Regions from separate parts of the Mus musculus genome. Here region 2 is linked to region 1. The links are chromatin contacts, called in public HiChIP or PLAC-seq maps. All regions are on one chromosome and are shown on one strand. The core of a region is the stretch at or near the end of the contact, and the rest is flanking DNA. Distances in the headings are between cores, read along the strand shown. Region 1 overlaps Ppcdc (phosphopantothenoylcysteine decarboxylase). Region 2 has its middle 6.5 kb from the start of Mir6385.

Region 1 (2,733 bases), core at 141-2,640:
TTTGATGTGTTGTCTCACCACAGGATAAGCACAAGGCAGACGGGGTTTGGGTGCTGTTCCCCATACTCGAAGGCATTAGAATACTTGGCCACAGTTGGTGGTGCTGTTTGGGCAATTTAGGAGGTGTGGTCTTGCTGGAGGAAATATGTCACTGGGGCAGGCTTTGAGAATTCAAAGATCCCTCTCATTCTCCATTTGTTACCTCTGGTTCTTGCTTGTGATTTAAGATGTGAGCTCTCAGTTTGTTCCTCCTGCTGCTATGCCTGCTGGCTGCTCCTCTATAGTAATGATGAGGGACTCTTACCAGCTGGAGGAACCAGCAGCCCCAATAAACCCTTCCTTCTCTAAGTAGCTTTGGTCATAGTGGTCTATCACAGCCATAGATTAAGTAACTGATGCAGGGGGTATTTCCTCTTTCAAGTCCTTTGCTCCTGTGGGAACGTTATCACATGCAGGCGAGAGACTCCCCTCTCTGCCTGTGCGGAGACTTCAAAACAGTGCACAGAGCTGGTTCCATTATTACCATGAGTTCTTACTGGTTAATGTTTTGAGTTCATGGTTCTCTACTAGAGCAGCCATGTCTCTAGGGACCCCTGAACAATGTGCAGAGACAAGTCTTGGTTACTAGTAGAGAGCAGGGATGGAGGCCATGGGATTGTCTCACACTATGACTGTGAAGTATATCTACATAGGTTTCTTTGTTCTCTGCCATAGCCTGGACCAGACTAGGGCCCTAAAGTAGAGGCATCACTGAGAATTCTGTTTCCATTGCCCTCTCCCTCCCCCATCTTTCCAGAGACCCAGATTCCAGATTCAGCAGAGAAAAGGAAACCAGCCTCGTGAACTGGTTTCAGGAAGGAATCTCTATAAATGCTAGACACAATGCAGACAGCTTATGCAATCATGTCTGGCCAGGCTTCAGTCACATCGCACAAAGAAGTACCAGTTAAAAATACTTGATACAAAACCTAATCTTCAGAGGGATCTCGGTAGGGGACCAAGCACAGAGCTGACTCTCGGGAGTTATGCAGTGTGGGGGAGATTTAATGCACAGCTCTATTCCACCAGGACCCACAGGATTTCAGAGAAAGCATGGGGGGGGGGGGGTTCTGCCTTCAGGACGTTTTCTGCCCTGCCAGAACGCCTTAGCATTTATTGCCTGATGTGAATGAATGAATGAATAGTATATAGTGTGGTGTGGTGTGTGTGTGTGTGTGTGTGTGTGTACATGCACAAGTGTGCACGTGTGTGTGCATGTGTGCATGTGCTGATCCAGGACCCCCCCAACCCTTGGCACTCAGGACCTTTTTGCTAAGTGAATGAAGGTGAAAGAACAAACCCGACAGGGCTGATGAGTCAGATCAAATGGCATCTCTTTAAAACCAGAGAAACTAGCCTGGGCTTGCCTGTTAGCACTGGGGGTGGGGAAGGGCATAGGGAAGCCCTGCCTATCAGATATACGCCACATTACTCCTTAGGTGAATACATTCCCCCCAGGAGGTTCCCTAGCAGCGAGGCTGTATACCTTGGGAGGGTAGCCAGAGTGTGGACTGGCTAAGAAGTAGTGCAAAAATCTTGAAGGAAAGATCTCAAGTAGAGTTGTTGCTTAGGGTAGGAGCCCTAAAGGATGATCCAGGTCATCTGTGGATCCAGGCTGACCAGGAGATCCTCTGGAGGTGGCATGTTTGTGGAAAGGCAACGTGAAGGCACTGGGGTATTGAAGGATGTTTGGAGAGGAAAGCAAGTGAGGCGCCAGAGGAAGCCAGGACCCCCTAAGCAAGAACAGTACCAATTTGGGATGATTCCGAGCTAGCCCTAGGTAGAGTCTTTCCTTACAGCTGGCAGAGGCTTTTGAGATTAGAGTGGAGTCCTTTGATCTTCAGAGAGTAGCTTTCCAAGGAGGCTTACAGCGGAGAAAGTATAGACCCAGTGTTCACAGATGACTGGGAAGTTCTTAGAAACGGAGGGCGAAAATCCCTTACTGCAGTGTGTTAAGTCTGGGCTGCATGAAACCTTGTCTTAACAACCACAAAGCAGGTGGCGTGTGCCTTTATTCTCCACACTCATGAGACAGAGGCAGGTGAATCTCTGTGATTTCCAGGTCAGCCAGGACTGCATAGTCAGAATGCCTTATTAAAAAAAGAAAAGAGAAGAAAAGAAACGTGAGTTCTGTAGGGCTCACTGGGATCAGGCATGGTAGGACCAATTTTGTTGTTGGTGGTGGTTTTTTTTTTTTTTTTTTTTTTTTTTTTTTTTTTTTTTTGAGACAGGGTTTCTCTGTGCAGCCCTGGCTGTCCTGGAACTCACTCTGTAGACCAGGCTGGCCTTGAACTCAGAAATCCGCCTGCCTCTGCCTCCCAAGTGCTGGGATTAAAGGCGTGCACCACCACGCCCAGCTGGTAGGACCAATTTTATTCATATGTGTGCATATGACTTCAGAAGCTAGAGAAGAGCATCAGATCCCATAGAGCTGGAGTTACAGACCAGTTGTGAACTGCCGTGTGGATGCTTGGAAGCTGAACCTGGGTGCTCTGGCACAGCAGCAAGCCATCTCTTCAGCCCTTAAGCCATAACTTAGACTTGAGACTGTAATTTTGGCTTTAGGTGTTAGGTAAGCACTCGATCTCTTAGCTGAATCTCCTAGCCCTAGAGGAGATCTTTAATGGATATCTTCCTAGACCCCTGGAGATGTTTGTCAGGCTGTTTGTAACCAGTGAAAGATCCTATTAGAAA
Region 2 (2,733 bases), core at 77-2,576, 790 kb before region 1:
CTGGTCTCCAGGCATGGCTTTAGTAATGGAGGAATCCCCGAAGCTACTGAGGAACTGCTCACGTGGCACCCCAAGGCATGCTCTATCCCTTTCTGGAACCATCTTTTAGAAGCATCTCGAAGGCCCTCTGCTGCAGCTCCCCAGGGGGGCCAAGTCCACCAATCATGGGAACGACTGAGCCATGCACAGTTCTAAGGGCAAGAGCCCAGGACATCAGGTGTGTTCTTGGTTCAGTCTCCCAGCTGTCATACTAGGACTTAGCCACCAATGTCAAGTAGCTGCAACCCCTCCTCTCAGCTACACCGTTTCCTTACACCTTGGTTGCCTTCTTCCTATCAGTGAACACAGGGACCAGCAAAGCCAATATCTTGCAGGAGGTCAGCTCTCTTGCCTATGCAGGCAGAAGTAGAATTGACCCCAGAGGGAGCCCATGCCTAGGCCACTGCACCAGGTGTCTGGCCTTGAACTTGGGCGGAAGTTTCCTGTCTCCTTTCAGTGTCATCCTGATTGCCCAGTCTTGGGTGATGGGAAATGAAGGCCCCTGAAGCTCCCGTCTCCCTCAGCCTGGTACCACTACTGCTCAAGCTTATCCTAATTTCTTTTTAAATTTTAGGGCAGTGTCTCTCTACCTCTTTTTGTCATATTACTGCCACCCCCTAAGGAATCTTTTAAGGTAATTTTGTCCTATTTTCACATTCCTCCAACTTATGTGCTAATACCAGTTATGACAGGCCTTCTCTGGTACTTTTTCGATTTGCGACCTCTAAAAAGAGTGTTTTCTTTCATCCACAGCTGCTTGGACAGTGAGAACTCAGAGGCATGATTTCTGTAAGGTTGTCAGCTGCCTGCCAGGGATCAGTTTCCCTCTCCTGGGGGGTGGGGGTGCTGCCTTTGCTGAGGATGTACAGTTTCTGGAGAGACCCCATCTCCAGTTACAGTGCAAGTCGGAGCTGGTCATGGAGTGCTGTAGGGATGGGTATATGTGGAGAGCAATGACAGAAGATATGGGTGAGATCTGTGAGGACACGCCCCTTAGAGTATCGGAGGCCTAGTACAAGGAGGGCCAAGCCTGAGGCTAGGACTAGAGAATGGTAGGCAGGACCGTCATTAGCATTTGTCTCTGAACCCAGATGTCAGCTCCAGATCCACTGGGCTTAAATGAAAAAGATGCCTGTGGAGAGAAGGATCTAGAATTTCCACTCACTCTTCCCATCATACACACACACACACACACACACAAACCCAGGAAGTTTGAAAGTCCCTATCTAACCATAAAACATGTTTGTTGTCAAGTGAGGGGAAAAAATTCCTTCAGTCTTGGCTCAGGGAACTTCCTTAAACTCAGCTCAAAGGAATTCTGTCCTGGACCAGAGGGCAATGCGATTCATACATATTATAAATATCCTCAACTTGATAGCCAGATTGATTGCAAAAACCAGCTAGCTCACCGCAGAAAATTTCCGAAGAGCCAGCCAGTAAGACCAGGGGGGAAAAAGCGTTGTTTGCCTGATTATCTAAAACTGCACTCATATGCAAATTAAGGATGATAATAAATATTATATAATTCCTAAGAATTAAGCAAATACTAACCTTTAGCAATCAGCTAAAGAACACAATGAGAATCCACTTCTCAATAGAGAAGCCTGTGTGCTGACCGCCCCCCCAGAACAGGCTTTAGTCCCCCAATACCCTCCACTCTCTCATCCCCCACTTCTCTCCTTATTGTCCCCTCTTGCTGGATTCCATTCAGAATTTAGGTTCTGTCCCACCTTCCCAAGCTTCCTCGACAATGTCCTTTGCCTTAATGGGGTCACCACCTTGGTGGCAGGCTGGAGGGATTTATAGCAGCCCCCCCCCTCCCTCTGGCCCCCGCCTGGCTGGTAGACAGACATCTGCAGGAAGGTCACTTTCTCACAGTGCTGCAGACTTGTGGGTTGGATAGAGCCCCACCCCCTTACACACATCAGAGCAAATAAATACATCAAGTTTGCAGCTGGGTCTGGAGATAAGGAGGGAGGGAGATGAGGCACGAGAGCTCACACGATGGCTACACAGGAGCTTCCAGCCCTTTGCTGTCTTTCCAGCAAAGCTTATTTGGGGAGTTTGAAAATGGGTAGTGCCTGGGGGCGGGTTGTCTCTTGGGGAAGGGACTAGGCTGAGGGACTCTCCTCAGCTTGGATTTTTTCGGGACTGACATGAGGAAAGAGTGACTTTATCTGTTCAGGTGAAAAGATAGGAGGAATACTTAGCACAGGAGGGGAAACTGAGTCCAAAAAGGGAGAGAGGTTTTTTTCCCAAAGCTTCACAGGAGTTCAGCAGGGCTTTCAACCTATGAAGCCCTAATCTTCCCTAATGGTGGGCCATGCTTAGCCGACCCCAGGGTAAAACCACTGGGACTGACCTTGCCTGGCTGCAGAACTGGGCTGGTCTGTAACACACCCGTTCTCATCCAGGAAGCCTTTCCTTCATATCACATATCGTTCTCCCAGGCAGCAGCCTGACCGGAGTGCTCCTCTGTGAGGTCCAACGCTGGAGACCCCTCTAGATCTCCAGTGGGAGAGTTTAGCTGGTTTTCCTGGTAGATGTGGTCATGGCTCCAGTTCTGATGCCCCTGAACTCTGGAGGGGGGAAGTGGGGACCTTAAGAAAAGGCTACCAGTCACCCTTTCAGAGGCAGCCTCCCTTACCCCTGGAGAGACCTCATCTGCATAGGGTCTCCCAAGTAGAAGGCTTA

What was found. HiChIP or PLAC-seq counts read pairs in DNA pulled down with a chosen protein or histone mark.
Region 2: a FOXA1 HiChIP or PLAC-seq map of pancreatic cancer cells shows a contact between it and region 1. The contact joins two enhancer-like sites. A contact is called at or near these places in 2 of 39 promoter capture datasets (erythroid cells and pre-B cells) and 1 of 115 datasets of contacts at active chromatin or transcription factors (pancreatic cancer cells).

The regions. Positions count from the first base shown.
Region 1 is chr9:57,426,773-57,429,505 of GRCm38.p6, reverse strand. The region is part of intron 3 of Ppcdc (phosphopantothenoylcysteine decarboxylase); the gene reads left to right. Among named protein-coding and RNA genes, the nearest start is that of Ppcdc, 12 kb to the left of the region's middle. Within about 2 kb of position 1,390, at least 111 of the 459 cell types and tissues checked have an H3K27ac peak or open chromatin away from gene starts, as enhancers often do. A contact at or near this core is called in pancreatic cancer cells, where this site is marked.
Region 2 is chr9:58,213,289-58,216,021 of GRCm38.p6, reverse strand. No RefSeq gene overlaps it. Among named protein-coding and RNA genes, the nearest start is that of Mir6385, 6.5 kb to the left of the region's middle. Within about 2 kb of position 1,326, at least 73 of the 459 cell types and tissues checked have an H3K27ac peak or open chromatin away from gene starts, as enhancers often do. A contact at or near this core is called in pancreatic cancer cells, where this site is marked.